Linked DNA regions of Mus musculus: region 2 is linked to region 1. Evidence: chromatin contacts called from public Hi-C data. All regions are on one chromosome and are shown on one strand. Each heading gives the region's core, a stretch centred on a gene start, on an enhancer-like site or on the middle of the called end of the contact. The rest is flanking DNA. Distances are from core to core; before and after follow the strand shown. Region 1 overlaps Rc3h2 (ring finger and CCCH-type zinc finger domains 2). Region 2 holds the start of Rabgap1 (RAB GTPase activating protein 1).

Region 1 (7,290 bases), core at 2,179-4,678:
AAGTGCTGAAGATGTTCGTGTAGCTCTGCTGCACAGAGGGTTCTTTCCCTGAGGGCACATAAGGAGCTCTCAACTGTTAATAGGTCTCTATTTTGTAACAAAATAGCAATTTTAAAATCTTAAAAAAAAATACATTACCTTCAACATGGAAGATCTCACTATTAAATATCCATGAAATAGACAGACTGGTTTACATAACCTTTTTGGAATTACAAACAGAAAGAAAAGAAAAGAAAAGAAAAGAAAAGAAAAGAAAAGAAAAGAAAAGAAAAGAAAAGAAGAGAGAAGAGAGAAGAGAGAAGAGAGAAGAGAGAAGAGAAGAGAAGAGAAGAGAAGGAAAAGAAAAATACATTGGAAACATTTCAAATGTAATAAGCTCATATTTATAGAAAGGTTCTGATATAAATTATATAACAATCATGTTCCTGTAATATCCTAGGCTAATTTATAATGTCAGAAATAAGTTAATGTAACATGGTTTAAAACTCTTGTTCCTCTTCATTTCAGGTTACAGAGTAAAATAAATAAAATGTCTTTGTAGGGATGGGGAGCACTGGCCATGGCAAAAAGGTACAGTACTAACCAAATAAAACTAAGTCAAGGCTACTGTGCTGTTATGTTATAAACAAACATCTTCATACACTTGAGTATTAAATAAATGTGTAAGATCTTCCATACTGACACCAGAATATCAAAACTACCCCTTTGTTTCTCAGGTATTATTTACAACGTATCAGTCACCTTATGAGCATGTTCATTAAGACAGGTATCAAACACCAGTATTTACTCATTCCAATCAAGAAATTTCAGGGAAATGTTAACCCTCCCACCCCTGGAAATGTGCACAAAACTTTTATCAAAATCTTCTCTGATACAATGCTGTGGTTTTTGTAAAATAACTAAATAGCTCAGACGACCAATAACATGATCCTGTTTAAGCATCTTGCTAGCAGGAGAAGCCCTTACATACAGTACACCTGGTGAAAGATCAGCTTGGCTTAAAATATTCCAGTACAATTTTCAGAGTAAACAACTTCACAGAAGTTAATTAAAAAATAATAAAAGTCAAACTAATCTTAAAGAAATGGAAGAAAAACAAAAAGATAAACTATTAGATTACTACCAGAAAGGCATGCCCTGCTTTTGTTTTTAAATATTGACTGAAATTTAAGCTTCAATAAACTACTACCCACAAATCTGGGGCAGAGCTGGTTGAACATACTGCATACTTTCAGATGCCAAGTGAAAATTTCAGTCACATTATGGCAGGGCAGAAATTATTCATGTTTTTAAGTATGGGTAATGTTAGCCAATGTTCTACTACTACATGGTTCAAAGTCTTATCAACCTAACAGTCAGAAAACAAGAAAATTAAACCCAACATGAAGTAACAATAAACAATATCTAACTAAATAATGCAATGAACACCCAAATTAATTTCTTTAAATTAAAGACCCAGCAATACCATCTTGTTAGTCAGTGCAAACGCTACATACAGGGTTTTCTCAAGAAAGCTGAAAGCACCTGATTCTTTTGCCAAGTCATCAGATTCAATAATGTACAGGCTTAAATCTGCATTTTAAAAAATTGCCATTACATTAGTGCATAATTTATCAAAATTGTAAAAACGATTCTGCATAACTTAGGAGAATTTAATATCTAGTACATCAGCTGAAAGACTTAGGCACTTGGTTATATTTTTAATTAATTACTTCAACAAGTAGCCTGTGTATAAATATTAACAAAGCAGAAACTATTCTTGAAAAATGGAAAATTAAAAAATTAAATGCTACAGATAAAAGCACTGCACTACACTTCTACATATAATGCAGTAAAGAAAGCTATTATAACCCTGTAAAACTCTATGGTAAGAACATCTAACTCCACTCTCAAAAAAAAAAAAAAAAGACAGAAAAGAAAAGGAAAAACAAAACAAAACAAAACAAAAAAAGAAAGAAAGAAAAATCCATGCAAAGTCCAATGAAAAAGATAAATAAAGCAGCTGGAATGAGATGGAAATTTCTCTCAGTGAAACATAAAATAGAAATAAGTTAATTAACTCTACTTTCACTAGATGTATCATTGTAGGATCCTGCTAGTTTAATAACTGAGTTGTTAATTTACTGTAGAAGCCATTTAAAATAGGAAATGGCTCAGTTACTGCACCGGATTGCTACAAACTCATAAAAAGCTGCTTGAAGCTTAAGTTAAATGTTGTCCAAATTCCAATAATTTCTGGAAAGTGAACATTACCCTAGTAAAGTAAATTTTCTTTTTTTTCATAATGCTAATGCAAGAGGGCTTGAAGTATCAAAGAGTCCACAGGAAATGGATGCCCCCAGTAATATCTTTTTTTTTAAAAAAAATATACATTATATAATATATATTATATATATAAAAAGCTAGTGTAAATGCTTCCATGGTGTGGTCACAGATTTGAAAGCTGAGCCTCCTTTCAGCTGTTAACCATCTTCCCATTTGCAATAGGTTTTAAAAAGTCGTTTTTATCTTCAGACATAACGTGAGTTTTCAGAATGAGGTTGCCAACACTGACAGATGTGGTGATGGGGAGGCAGCTTGCACTGCTAATAGACATTGGACGTGGCTGGCTAAAGCAAGATGTTACCGGCAGAATTGGTTTTTGCTCCTCCCTGAGAGAAAATGACAGTGAAAGCAAATTAACTTATGTACAATTTAAGAGTTATCACATTTGCTCTCTGAAAGCTACTTCAAACTCTAAGCCCACAGAAAAGCCTATCTTCTTTATTAAAAAATGTATTAAGTAGGGGCTAAAGAGAAGGCTCAGAAGTTAAAGCACAACTGCTACTCCAGAGGACCTGGGGGTTCAACAGCCAAAACCACACAGCAGTCTGTAACTCCAATCTCAGAGGAAGCAATGTCCTTCCGGGCCTCTTTGGGCACAAAGCTTGCACACACATAGACATATATGCAGTCAAAACACCCATACACATAAAAGCTAATAAATAAAAATTAAATAATTTTTAAAGTATTACAAGTCACTAAAAAGGTCATATTTTCAAAATTTAAAAATTAAACTTGATAATTTGTGTCATCTAATCAGTATTTTAAGACCAGGACCAAATATTTGGCAAAAATTATACAAAATAGCAATATAATAGCCAAGAACATCATAACAAGATTTTTTAAAACAAGAAACATTCAGCACAGGTTTTTGTTTGCTTTAGTTTTTAAGGTTTTTTAAAATAAAATTTATGTATACAGTATTTTGCTTTCATGTATGTATGTGCACCACATGTGTACAATGCCCTTGGAGGTTGCAAGAGGGGGGTTGAATCACTTGAAACAAGAGTTATGGATGGTCATAAGCCACCATGTGAATGCTTAGGCTCAGGAACAAACCTGAGTCTTCTACAAAAAACAAGTGCGCTTAACTGCTGAGTCACCTCTCCAGCCCCTTGTGGTTTGCTTTTTAGACTTTGTGGTTTGTCTTCCTCTGGAGTCCATGACAACTTAGAGCATATAAATAGCAGATTCTGCCTGTGCTTCCCAAATACTGAAATAATCTAGGATTTATTTTTCCATCCTATGATCTTCAAGTTTGGTCAAATTGAAGAACTATAACCTGATGTTAGAGATAAGAGAACTTTCATTCCCAAATTGAGTTTTGGTTTTAAAATAAACTGCTTTACTAGTTCAAATTCCTCTAAAAACACAGACTGACCAAATCATTACTTTATTATACAAGGTTTCCCCATAAATAGAAAAAGGCAAAAAAAAAAAAAAACAAAAAAAAAACAAAAAACCAAGAATCTACCAGCACATCTAGCGCTAAGTATTGATCGCCTCTACCCTCTGATTATGAAGGGTCTGTCTAACACTCACAGAATCACATGGTCTTCACCTAAACTCTGTCTCTTCGGCTTTCCTGGGTCCTTCTGGTGCTGCTGGGCTGGATGACCATTTTCCACTGCTGTTCCATTGAGCAACTGGTCATTTTGAGAACTGATACCAAGTTGTATGTCCAAAATTTCCTGAGAAAATAAAATGTTAATCCTTCAATATGACAGTATTTTATGTATTTTAATTTGCAACAAAACAAAGCCACTACTTATCCAATTGAGGAACTTACTTCAATTTGTTCACTCTGGCCATCAGGTTCATCAGTATCAAGGGCTGAAAGCTCTAACTCAATATCCCTATCAGGCTTTGTATCTACAGTGTCTTCTGTGTAGTCATTCTATAAATTAAAAAAAAATTATATTAATTTTATACCTGCAGAATCTCTTTTAAATAAAAATAAGAAGCCTAATGGTACAGTTAAAGATTTAGTTCAGAAGTCTGAGAGTGTATTGCTGAGAGGTTCGGTTCCCTTACCTCTCCATTTCTTAGTTCAATTTCCTTGCTTAGAAGATTTAAAGTAAGGTGACGGCCTTCATCCAGGGAATTCCACTTTTGTTGCATGGCCAGAGCATTAGCTTCCCTCTGAAGAAGTAATGAGTTACTCTTGGCCTCCATGAAGAGAGAAGAAAACATAAGCTTAGCTTTCAATTATTATTTTACGTTTTAAAAATCAAAGCTAAATATATAGAGCCTACCTGCTGAAGTTCAATGCTCAAAAGGTCTCCGGTACTAGAATGCTTTCTATGACCAGATAAATCAGTAACAATGAATCTGTCCCTTTAAAAAGAATTATATTTACTGTAGTTAAAGTGAGACATAAAGGAGCCAAAGCAATAATGACTCTATGTTCTTTGTAACGATCACTGAATGTGTTTTAGTCACTATTCCAAATGTAAAATTTGTTCCAGAAAGTTTTTTTTTTTTTTTTTTTTTTTTTTGAGACAGGGTTTCTCTGTGTAGCCCTGGCTGTCCTGGAACTCACTCTGTAGACCAGGCTGGCCTCGAACTCAGAAATCCGCCTGCCTCTGCCTCCCAGGTGCTGGGATTAAAGGCGTGCGCCACCACGCCCAGCATTCAGAAAGTTTTTACACAGCTCAAATTAGCAAGGCTTAATCCATGGACAACCAGTAATGATTTTTCTATTTTAGGTGCATGTAAGTTTGAGAGTAAAGGAAATGAGAGTATAGTTACCGTTCAATATAGTGTGCTGATGATGTAGCATCGTTGCCATATGAACTCCACCTTGAATCGACAGCATTCACGTAAGGGACATAATCTGCATGGAACACAGAAAAACAGTTTAGAAAGGCAGAAAATAAGCCAGACAAGGTGGTACACATCTGCAATCCCAGCACTCAGGAGGCTAAGGCAGAAGCACTGCCACAGCTATGCTTTGAGGCCAGCTGGGATATAGTGAGAACCTGTCTCAAAAAACTAAAAAAAAAAAAAAAAGAAAGAAAGAAAGAAAGAAAATTTAAAAATCAGAATATAAATATGTACTATTTAAAATGGCAATGTATTTTTTCCCACTAGCCAAAAATTCTACTTAAACCATTTCATTCTCATATTATTAAGTTTTCTACCTCAGAGGTTAGGAATAAACAGTACATGGTAAAAAAAATTCCTTGGTATTAGTAAAATGGCTTACCTGATACGCTGATGGGCTTAGTTGCACTTCCTTGGGAAGCAGTTGCCTGGACGGGATCTGTTGTATGGTAACCTGTTCGGGAGGATCGGGAAATTGCACCCCATTTTGAGATAATGGGTCCGTCACTAAAGGGAATAATTGGGTCTTCTTCTTTTGTCCTTCTCTGAGCTTCAAATAAATGCACTCTTCTCTTTACATCCCCACTGTCCAGGTCCTACACAGACCAAAAAATACCCATGAAAGAGCTGCTGACGATTGCTGTAGCTAAAGATAAAGTATGTTCTCAAAACACATAATTAGGTTTTTCTGGTCAACTTTATACTAACTTTAGATCTCAATGGTATATAACAACTATATTAAACTACCAAACTACGGTTAAATAATTTAAACATTACATAAAATTAGTTTTGTTGAAATATTACCCTGATACTTACAGGTAAGTTATACATAGCCAGAATATGAAAGACTAAAGTATTCATTTAAAAACTTCAGATACCAACATTATCTTCCCTACCTCCACCACCCCCTTCCCCAATCAAGCAAATCATACCATCAATACAGCATTTGAATTAGCAATTACGTCTTTGGGCTCCGAATCAATGGCATTTATACAAGAGCCTATGGTACCACAAGACCAGGGAGAATAATGGGAAAGATGGTCTTCCTCAAATTTTGCGCCACTCACACTCTCAGAGAACTGATTAAAAAAAGAAGGGGGGAAAGAAGGTAAATTAGTATGAAACCTAACTTTACAAGCTTGTAAACTAACTAATACTAAGTAACTATCATACAATTAAAGGATCATGTAGTTAATAAGTAAACTCTTTCCCATAACTAAATAACAGTTGGGTATGTTGGCTCACTTCCGTAACAAACATCATTTGGTAGTCTAAGGCATGGAGTTCAAGGTCAACTGGGATATATATTTGAGTTCCACTCCAGCCTGGCTGCACAAAGCAAAACTTCTCTCAAAATGAATGAAGCAAATAAATAAAGAAATCAGCTCTAAGCAATAATATCCATATATAATAGAAAATATCACAGCTTTTTTCCCTTTGTCTCATAAGTTATTTATTCTATACCTTTTTTCACTTTGGTCCTATTAAGTGATCTTTAATTTTTTTAAAAAATTTAAATGTTAATTATTTATTATATATGTACACAAGTGTCATTATGTGTGAATAGAAGCCAGAAGACAACCTGTAGGAGTTGGTTCTCTCCCTCTACCATGCGAGTCCCAGAAAACTGCTGCTGCAAGCACCCCTACTTCCTAAGATGTCTTACTGATTTAGTTCTCTTACAAAATTCCTGACCAGTACTATCAAAATCAATTAACAATGACACACTAACATGGTGTAATATACTTGGGAACAATGAGAAAAAATAAACACAAAACGGTTCATGTCTAAAAGTGATCTGTAACTCTCGAGAAAAGATCATGTAGCAAAAAAAGGAACATAATAAATCATACAGTATTAAATAGTAAAAGGAATTTAATGGCAGCTCTGAAGCTAAGAAAGGAAAAGAACAGATGTGAAAGGAAATAAGGCAATATAGTAATATTAACAGGACCCAAAAGTAAGAATCATTAAATCTAGTTTACTAATTATAGAGATAGGGAAACTGAGGAAAAGTCAAACATTTTGTCCTAATTAATGCAATTTGCCAATAGAAGAGCTGAATATCAGAGAAATACTTATTTCTTAAAGTATGCTGCATAAAACAGTGAAAATATATCTTCCTATTAAATGATATCTCTA
Region 2 (7,290 bases), core at 2,177-4,676, 67 kb after region 1:
CATTATGTCAAGTGCCCAAACAAAAGTGCCATTCATTTTTTCGAGTTGAGCTGATCTTGAATTCATGAAGCTGACCAGTATTTTCCTAGTCATAGTCAAAAGTGAACATTGTTTTCAGCTAGAGTGAGGTAGCACTTAGAATGTTTTATGACAAATGTATTCAGTTTGGAAACTTGTCCCTTGTTTTTCTACAGATAAACTAGAATTCAGGTTCATTTGCATCCCACTCCTGAGTTCTCCAGAAACTTATCAACATGAGCAGCTGAAGAGGTGTCTCAAGAAAAAGCCTGCTTTTTTATCTTTCTGCTTTAGTCCAAAAAAGTTAGGGAAGTCTGTGGTTTCCTTTAGGAAACTTTTCCCAATACCTATCAGCCCAATTATCCCTTAATAATGTAGTCCTAGGTCACACACTTTAGCCATTAGTTATTTCCTGTCATTAGTTTCCTTTCCCAAGAGGTCATTACTTATTACTATGGTAAGAATTCTTAAGTCCCTATCCTCATTACTAAATTTAATCAACTTTAATCTCAACAATATACTAGGAGATACTGTTCTAGGTATTTAATATTTAAAAATGATGATGCTTATACTCTTGCACTAGCCAAAACTCTGCAATTTGAAGAATATATAGGAAATGGCTAAGTGAACAGCCTTTTACTAATGCCATCATTTTAACAGATCAAAACAGAAATGATGAGATTGTGACTATCTAGAGAAATTTAAAAAAGAATTTAAAACAAAGAATCAGCTAAACAATGACCATGCTCATCAAGGTGAAGAACAAGAGAGAAACTATCCAAATAACTCTAAGATATTTGGCTTTAGTGGCTGGATCTCTTGGTATGTCATTCAGTTAACCTAGCGACTACTAGAGGAGATGATCATAGGCTGCTTATCAAAATCCACCAAAAGAGCCTTCCTGGCACCACCAGGGGAGCTGGTTAGAAACACACCACACATCAAAAGCTGTAGAAGAAACCTCACTGAAATGGTAAGCAGATTGTAAATGAAAACATTAGAGTACAAAAAGTACACCTAAGTTTGCATAGAATGGAAGTGGACCTTAGGACAGAAGAAAGAAAAAACATATACACAATACAACATAAACTCATCACTTACCTCTTCTCACCCTCGCTATGCTTAGAGGTCTCCTTTTTAATCAAGAAGCCAATTTTTCCTTACACTCTCCCACTCCTTGACTCCCATCTAGTCATAACACAGTACAGTGAGTACAGCACGGACTCTGGAGTCGTATTTCTACAGTTAGAACTCTGTTCAGCCACTTACTTATCCAGTCTGTTTCAGGATTCTTTTCAACCAATAATAAATGGGGCTGCTAAGGAAAATTAAGTAAGTTCATCATTAAAGAAGTAATTGTTTTATGAGTGTCTGCCTGCATGTGTGTATGTGCACCACTCGCATGCCTGGCGCATGGAGGCCAGAAGGTAGGAGATCCCCTGGAACTGGAATTATGATAATTCTGAGACACCGTGTGAGCTCTGAGAACGGAACCCACATCTTCTGCAAGAGCTGTATCTACTGACTATCGTTCCAGCCTATTAGTTAATTTTCAAATGAACTTAGAATGGTGCCTGCTATGTGCTCTTTAAACATGTTCAGTAAATAAACAAATCTTTCACGTTTCTCCAATGGAATATCAAACCAGTTGAGGCCTCTGATATTTTATATTTCATTACCTCATCTACTAAAATTGCTTCTTACCCATCCTGTTAACAAAAAAGATCCAAGGGATTCTCTTCAAAATCCTCTTCTGATATTTGGGTCACCCTAGTTGCTTCAACCCTGTGTTCTTTTCTCCCTTTTACTGTTGGCTCCAATTGGAGTTCCTGCTTCATTAGCGTAGCCATTGTCCTCCCAGTAACCTTCTTTCTCAGTGCACCCTCTAGGATGCCAGATCTTCTTATGGTCTACATGCTATGACGCTGAGGCTCATCTCCATATCTGTGTCCCCAGCTCCTACACTGGGCAGCTGTATGTCACTATCCCTTTAGACATAAATTCAAACTCAAAAACTGAATTTGTAATTCTTTGTGGTTTTATTTCTGATTATGGCATTGCTATTCTTCAAATGTCAACTGCTTAAATTCTAAGACTTACTTTTTCTTCTCTTTCAGCGTATAATTATCTATGACACATTAGCACTTGCCTCCTTTCTTGTAACAATACCGTAACTCTACTTTAGATTTTAATGCATCTCACCAGGACGTCATCACCTTTTCAAAATAATCTCAAATATAAGTACCTAGACTTTAGCTAAGAGAACCCAGAGTCAGCTATTTCTATTCTACAGGCTTCCCAGAGAACAAAATTACTTTCTGTAGTACAAATCTGACCATATCAGTTTCCTGCTCAAAGAGCTTCAAAAAGATAATTCATCTCATTTAGTGTTGGTTAAACTTTTCACTATTTGGATTTCACTTTACTTCTCCAACTCAAACTCTTATGTACACAACCTCCCTGTCCCTATTCCTTTTTCTCATAGTCTGTAACGTCTCAGTACCACTACAACTTTTCTTTTTTTGGAAAAAGTAATTTCACGAGTTCTCTTTATCAAGAAGTAGGATTTAGAGGCCACTCTCTTCTACAGGCTTCCCAGCAACTGTCCTTAGAGCAGTTGATTAAAGTAACATATTGCATACCCTCCACCCTCTTACGAACATCAATTTGCTTATAAATGTCGCTTCCAAACTGGAGATGAACACTGGATATTTGATGAACCTCTATTGAATGGCATAACACCAGTAATTCAAAAGGTGCTGTAATCCGCGGTTGAGCAAGGGTAAAACCCATCAAAACCTGGCACTTACAGTAGACTCGCGGTTGGCACTGAAGGCCTTGCCTTGGCTAGCTCCCGCCGTTCAGTTTTCTGCCGGCCTCAACTGCAGCACTTTTTACAAAATGCCAGAGTCTGGCTTCCTGGCCAGCTACAGGGCCCTATATAGAGGGTCTCAGGAAGCGGTCCCTGGGGCATCCTGAGATTCCCCACTGCAGATTCGGGAAGGGGAAGAAAGTGGGATGCAGCATGGGCCAGTCCAATGGCTCAAAAGTCTGGGGGCCTAGACCAGCTCCTTGGCTCCCATCCCAGGGCAGGTTGCGGCCGATCCAGGTCCCCACGGGGGCTCCATTTCCAGAGACCCCGCACCCTAGCCCGGCTCTCGGGTGGCCTCCGAACTTACAGACCCGGGGGGAAGGTCGCCATCTACATCTGGCAAAACCAGGAGCTGCGGCCCCTCGGGGCTCCGGGAAGGGGGAGGGGCAGGCAACCTGAGCCAAAGGGGGACCCAACGGAACCGGAAGGGCAGCCCTGGCCGGACAAAGACAACTTCCAGGTCCCATGGTCATCTCCGCCAATCGGAATGCTCGGAGGACGACGGGCCCCTGAGAGGGACTTTCCGCGTTGTGGGCGGGGCGAGGCCAGGGAATCGGGCTGCGGAGGGTCGGCTTCGTGAGCTCTGCTGCTTGTGGTTCTTCGGTAGAAGGCGGGCCCGAGCTCTCTTCTTCGCGGCTGCAGTCACGAAGTGCTCCCGCTGACCGTTGCCTGCATGGGCCTGAGCAGCCTGTCTGCGAACAAGCCGTGGTAAGTCCCTCCCGCCCAGGGATGTGGACTCGCTGCGTGGGAGCCTGGAATGCAGAAAGCTGTTGTTGGGTCCCGTCCCTTGTGGATACTGGTGTTTCTTAGGAAATCTTCCTTTTATGTTCCCAGGTCAATCTCTTGCCTTCCTTATCTTTGGTTACCCTAGCCGTTCACAAATCTGTGGTTAACCTGAATACCTCTCTTGAGCACTGGAGCCAGCCACTTAGACCGATTTCCTGTTGTCCAGTGTTTAGTGTGCCTTTTTCGTAACAAGTTCATGCCCAGGCCTACCTAGCTATAGTTCTTGTTTGGTGAAACAATCATACAGGGCCTCTTCCCAAAGAGAAAATCTGGAAATCATTCTGAATTCCCTTTACTTTGCCCATCCACTTAGTTATTGCTTTCTCTACATTTGTTTTATTTACCGTTTGGTGGTGTTATTATAGGAAACAGAAATAATTATCAATTTAATCTTTTTCCAAGCTTAAAGCTAAGTGGCTTTGTACAATGTTGTATAACCACTGCTAGCTATTCCCGCATTAACTCCTTGTATTATTTTGTGGATATCCATTTTCCGTAATATCTGTTGAAAAGGTGAACTTTTTGCCCATTGAGTGGACTTTTTGGAAATCAGTTCGCTTTATGAGAGTTTCTTATTGGGCTGTCTAGAGTACGGTGGTCTATGTTTATTCTTGTGCTAGTACCATACTGCTTTAATAATCGTAACTTTGCAGGCAGTTTGGCATTTACTGTGAGTGCTCCATCTTTATTCAAGACTGTTTTGGTTCTTCGAGATGTTTTTCACTTCCATCTGAATTTAGTATCAGGAACTGGACCTAGGACTTTTCATGATACGCAAATACTGTATTACTGAGCTACATCTTCAGCCATACTTTTGTATTGATTTGAGGATTGACTACCATTTCTTGGGAAACGGCTTTTGGAACGTTTTTTTTTTTTTTCCGTTTTTGTAAATCTGTAGGTTGCTTTGAATAGTATTATTATTATTATTATTATTTTATGTCTTCTTGCCCATAAACACAAGGTGCCTCTTCAGGCCTTTTATATAAATTATTTTCAGAAATGTCTTCTTAGTTTTCTGCATTCTTGGTTCATTCACACATTTTTATCAGGGTCTGCCTCAATTTTCATAGTGCTTATTGCTAGTGTCTAAAAAATACATTTAAAAAAAGCACTGCTTTTAGCCGGGCATGGTGGTGCACGCCTTTAATCCCAGCACTCGGGAGACAGAGGCAGGTGGATTTCTGAGTTCGAAGCCAGCCTGGTCTACAGAATGAGTACCAGGACAGCCACTGCTATACCGAGAAACCCTGTCTCGAAAAACAAACAAGCAAACAAACAAACAAAGCACTGCTTTTTAAAAGTGTGTTTGCATAGCTCTTGCAATTCATTTATTCAGGTAGCCCCTCTTGTGGACTCTTTTGATCTTTCTATTACACGTTGGTGTAGTCTATGAACAGAAATCATTTACTTCTTTTCCAGCAGGATGCTTTTTTTTTCCTAATAGGGCAAACAGTTTTAATACAATGTTGAACAGGAGTAGTAACAATAAAGTAGAAGTGGACATCCTTGTTTTATTCCAAATGCAAAGAGGATTTTTTTGGTTGGTTGGTTTTTGTTTTTTGTTTTTTGTTTTTCGAGACAAGGTTTCTCTGTATAGCCCTGGCTGTCCTGGAACTCACTTTGTAGACCAGGGTGGCCTCGAACTCAGAAATCTGCCTGCCTCTGTCTCCTGAGTGCTGGGATTAAAGGCGTGCACCACCACGTCCAGCACAGGAATTTTTTTTTGGCTTTATATTGAGTACATATGTTTCACTATGAATTCTTCATGTTGAAGAATTTTCTGCCAATTCCAAGCTTTATGCAGCATGCTATCTTGAATAGATGCTGCTCTACATCAGTTGAGGTGATCATATGCCCCACTCCTTGTACCAATGTATTCCTTTCATTTATTTTGTTGATCCTACATTAGGCTGAATCCTACTTGGTCATGGCAAAATTCTTTTAATATGCCCTTGGATTTAATATGTTTATATTTTGTTGGTTATTTTTATATCTACTCTTGAGTTATATTTTTATTTAGCTAGAATGCATTTGTCTGGTTTTCCTGTCCCAATGCTGGATCTACAGAATGTGTTAGGAAGCATTGATTCTTCAAATTTTTGCAAACTTTTCAGGAAAAAAAAACAAACCTGTTTGCTCTGTCTTTAAATATTTAATAGAACTCACTGATAAGACTGTATGATATGAGATTTTCCTTGTTGGGAAATTTTGATTGCTAAGACAGTCTTTACTTGGTATAGGGCTATCTTCTCTTCTTGAACCAGTTTAGGTTATTTATTGTTTCTAGAAATCTGTCCTTTTCTTTTTTTGCTCTCTACTTTTTCATATATAATTATTACAATATCTCATTTTTTAAAACTTTTAATGTTGATAGTAATATATCCCTAGTTGCATTTCTTTTTTTTAAGATTTATTTATTTATTATATGTTAAGTACACTGTAGCTGTCTTCAGACACACTAGAAGAGGGTGCCAAATCTCATTACAGATGGTTGTCAGCCACCATGTGGTTGCTGGGATTTGAACTCAGGACCTCTGGAAGAGCACTCAAAGTTCTTAACCACTGAGCCATCTCTCCAGCCCCCCTAGTTGCATTTCTTATTATAGTTATTTGTATTTTGTCTCTTTTCTTCATTAGTCTGGCTAAAGGTTTGTCAATTTTGTAGGTCTTTTTCAGAATTTTTGTTGATTTTTTTTCCCCTTGCTCCTTTTCATTTTTTTTTTTTAATAATTAAAAAAGGGTTTTTTTTTGTGTTAGTTTTGGTTCTTTGTTTTGTTTTGTTCTGTTTTGTTTGTTTTGAGACAGGGTTTCTATTATAACCTGGCTGGTTGTCCTATAGCTCACTGTATAAATCAGTCTGGCCTCAAACTCACAGAGATCCTCCTCTGCCTCCCAAGTGCTGAGATTAAAGCCATGCACCACCATGCCTAGCTTGCTTGTATGTATATGTGTGTGTATATGCACATATACACACTCGTACACATTTTGTATATCCTTGAAGTATAAGCTTTAGGTTATTGATCTGAGTGTTTTGTTATTGTTGGTTGGTTTCTTTTATTGTGCTTTTGAATTTTGAAACAAGGTCTAGTCCAGATTGGTCTTAATCTTAATATTTAGGCAGAGCTTAGCCTTGAATCAGTAACCCCCCCTGTCTCTATTTGTCCAGTACTGGGATTACAAATATGCACCTTCTACTCTACCACACCCACCTCTGAAGTATTTTTTAAAATGTAGACTGACAACTAAATTTCCCTCTGATGATTGTCATAACAACAGCTTATAAACTTTAGTATATATGCTATATTTATTTCTGAGTAGTCTATAATTGCCTTTGGCTTTTTTTTTTCTCTAACCCATTTTTTTTTGTTTTGTTTTGTTTTGTTTCTACATGTTTGTGAAGTTTCTTCTTGATTTCTAACTTCATCTTGTTATGTTGAGAAGACTCTTTATGTGGACTTAAAATACATTGAGGCCTGTTTTGTGGACTAGCATGTTGTCTCTTCTGGTAACTCTCGTAAGTGCTTTTACTGTATGGAATAGTCCATACATGTATGTTAAATACAGTTGGGTTTTTTTTGTGTGTGTGTGTTCAATTCCCCACTTTACTTTTC

Evidence for each region. A called contact is a pair of places that touch in the nucleus more often than the background predicts.
Region 2: a contact with region 1 is called in a Hi-C map of the HPC-7 cell line, with 1.8 times the contacts expected there. The contact joins the promoter of Rabgap1 here to the enhancer-like site in region 1. A contact is called at or near these places in 3 of 39 promoter capture datasets (hematopoietic stem and progenitor cells, macrophages and neutrophils), 2 of 15 datasets of contacts at CTCF or cohesin (CD8 T cells and the NIH/3T3 cell line), 3 of 484 Hi-C or Micro-C datasets (CD4 T cells, the HPC-7 cell line and pre-B cells), 4 of 115 datasets of contacts at active chromatin or transcription factors (the SCID.adh cell line, embryonic stem cells and epiblast stem cells) and 4 of 9 other capture datasets (adipose tissue, liver, macrophages and 1 more).

What each region holds. Positions count from the first base shown.
Region 1 is chr2:37,372,778-37,380,067 of GRCm38.p6, forward strand. Rc3h2 (ring finger and CCCH-type zinc finger domains 2) reads right to left here. Exons shown (of 22, transcript NM_001100591.1): 15 at 6,081-6,227; 16 at 5,531-5,744; 17 at 5,074-5,158; 18 at 4,578-4,659; 19 at 4,357-4,491; 20 at 4,112-4,219; 21 at 3,865-4,013; 22 at 1-2,651. The coding sequence ends at 2,456. Among named protein-coding and RNA genes, the nearest start is that of Pdcl, 17 kb to the left of the region's middle. Within about 2 kb of position 3,429, at least 35 of the 459 cell types and tissues checked have an H3K27ac peak or open chromatin away from gene starts, as enhancers often do. A contact at or near this core is called in the HPC-7 cell line, the NIH/3T3 cell line, the SCID.adh cell line and 1 more, where this site is marked.
Region 2 is chr2:37,439,859-37,447,148 of GRCm38.p6, forward strand. It overlaps Rabgap1 (RAB GTPase activating protein 1), which reads left to right and starts at 3,427. Exons shown (of 26, transcript NM_146121.2): 1 at 3,427-3,598. Zbtb26 (zinc finger and BTB domain containing 26) reads right to left here and starts at 3,314. Exons shown (of 2, transcript NM_199025.3): 1 at 2,829-3,314.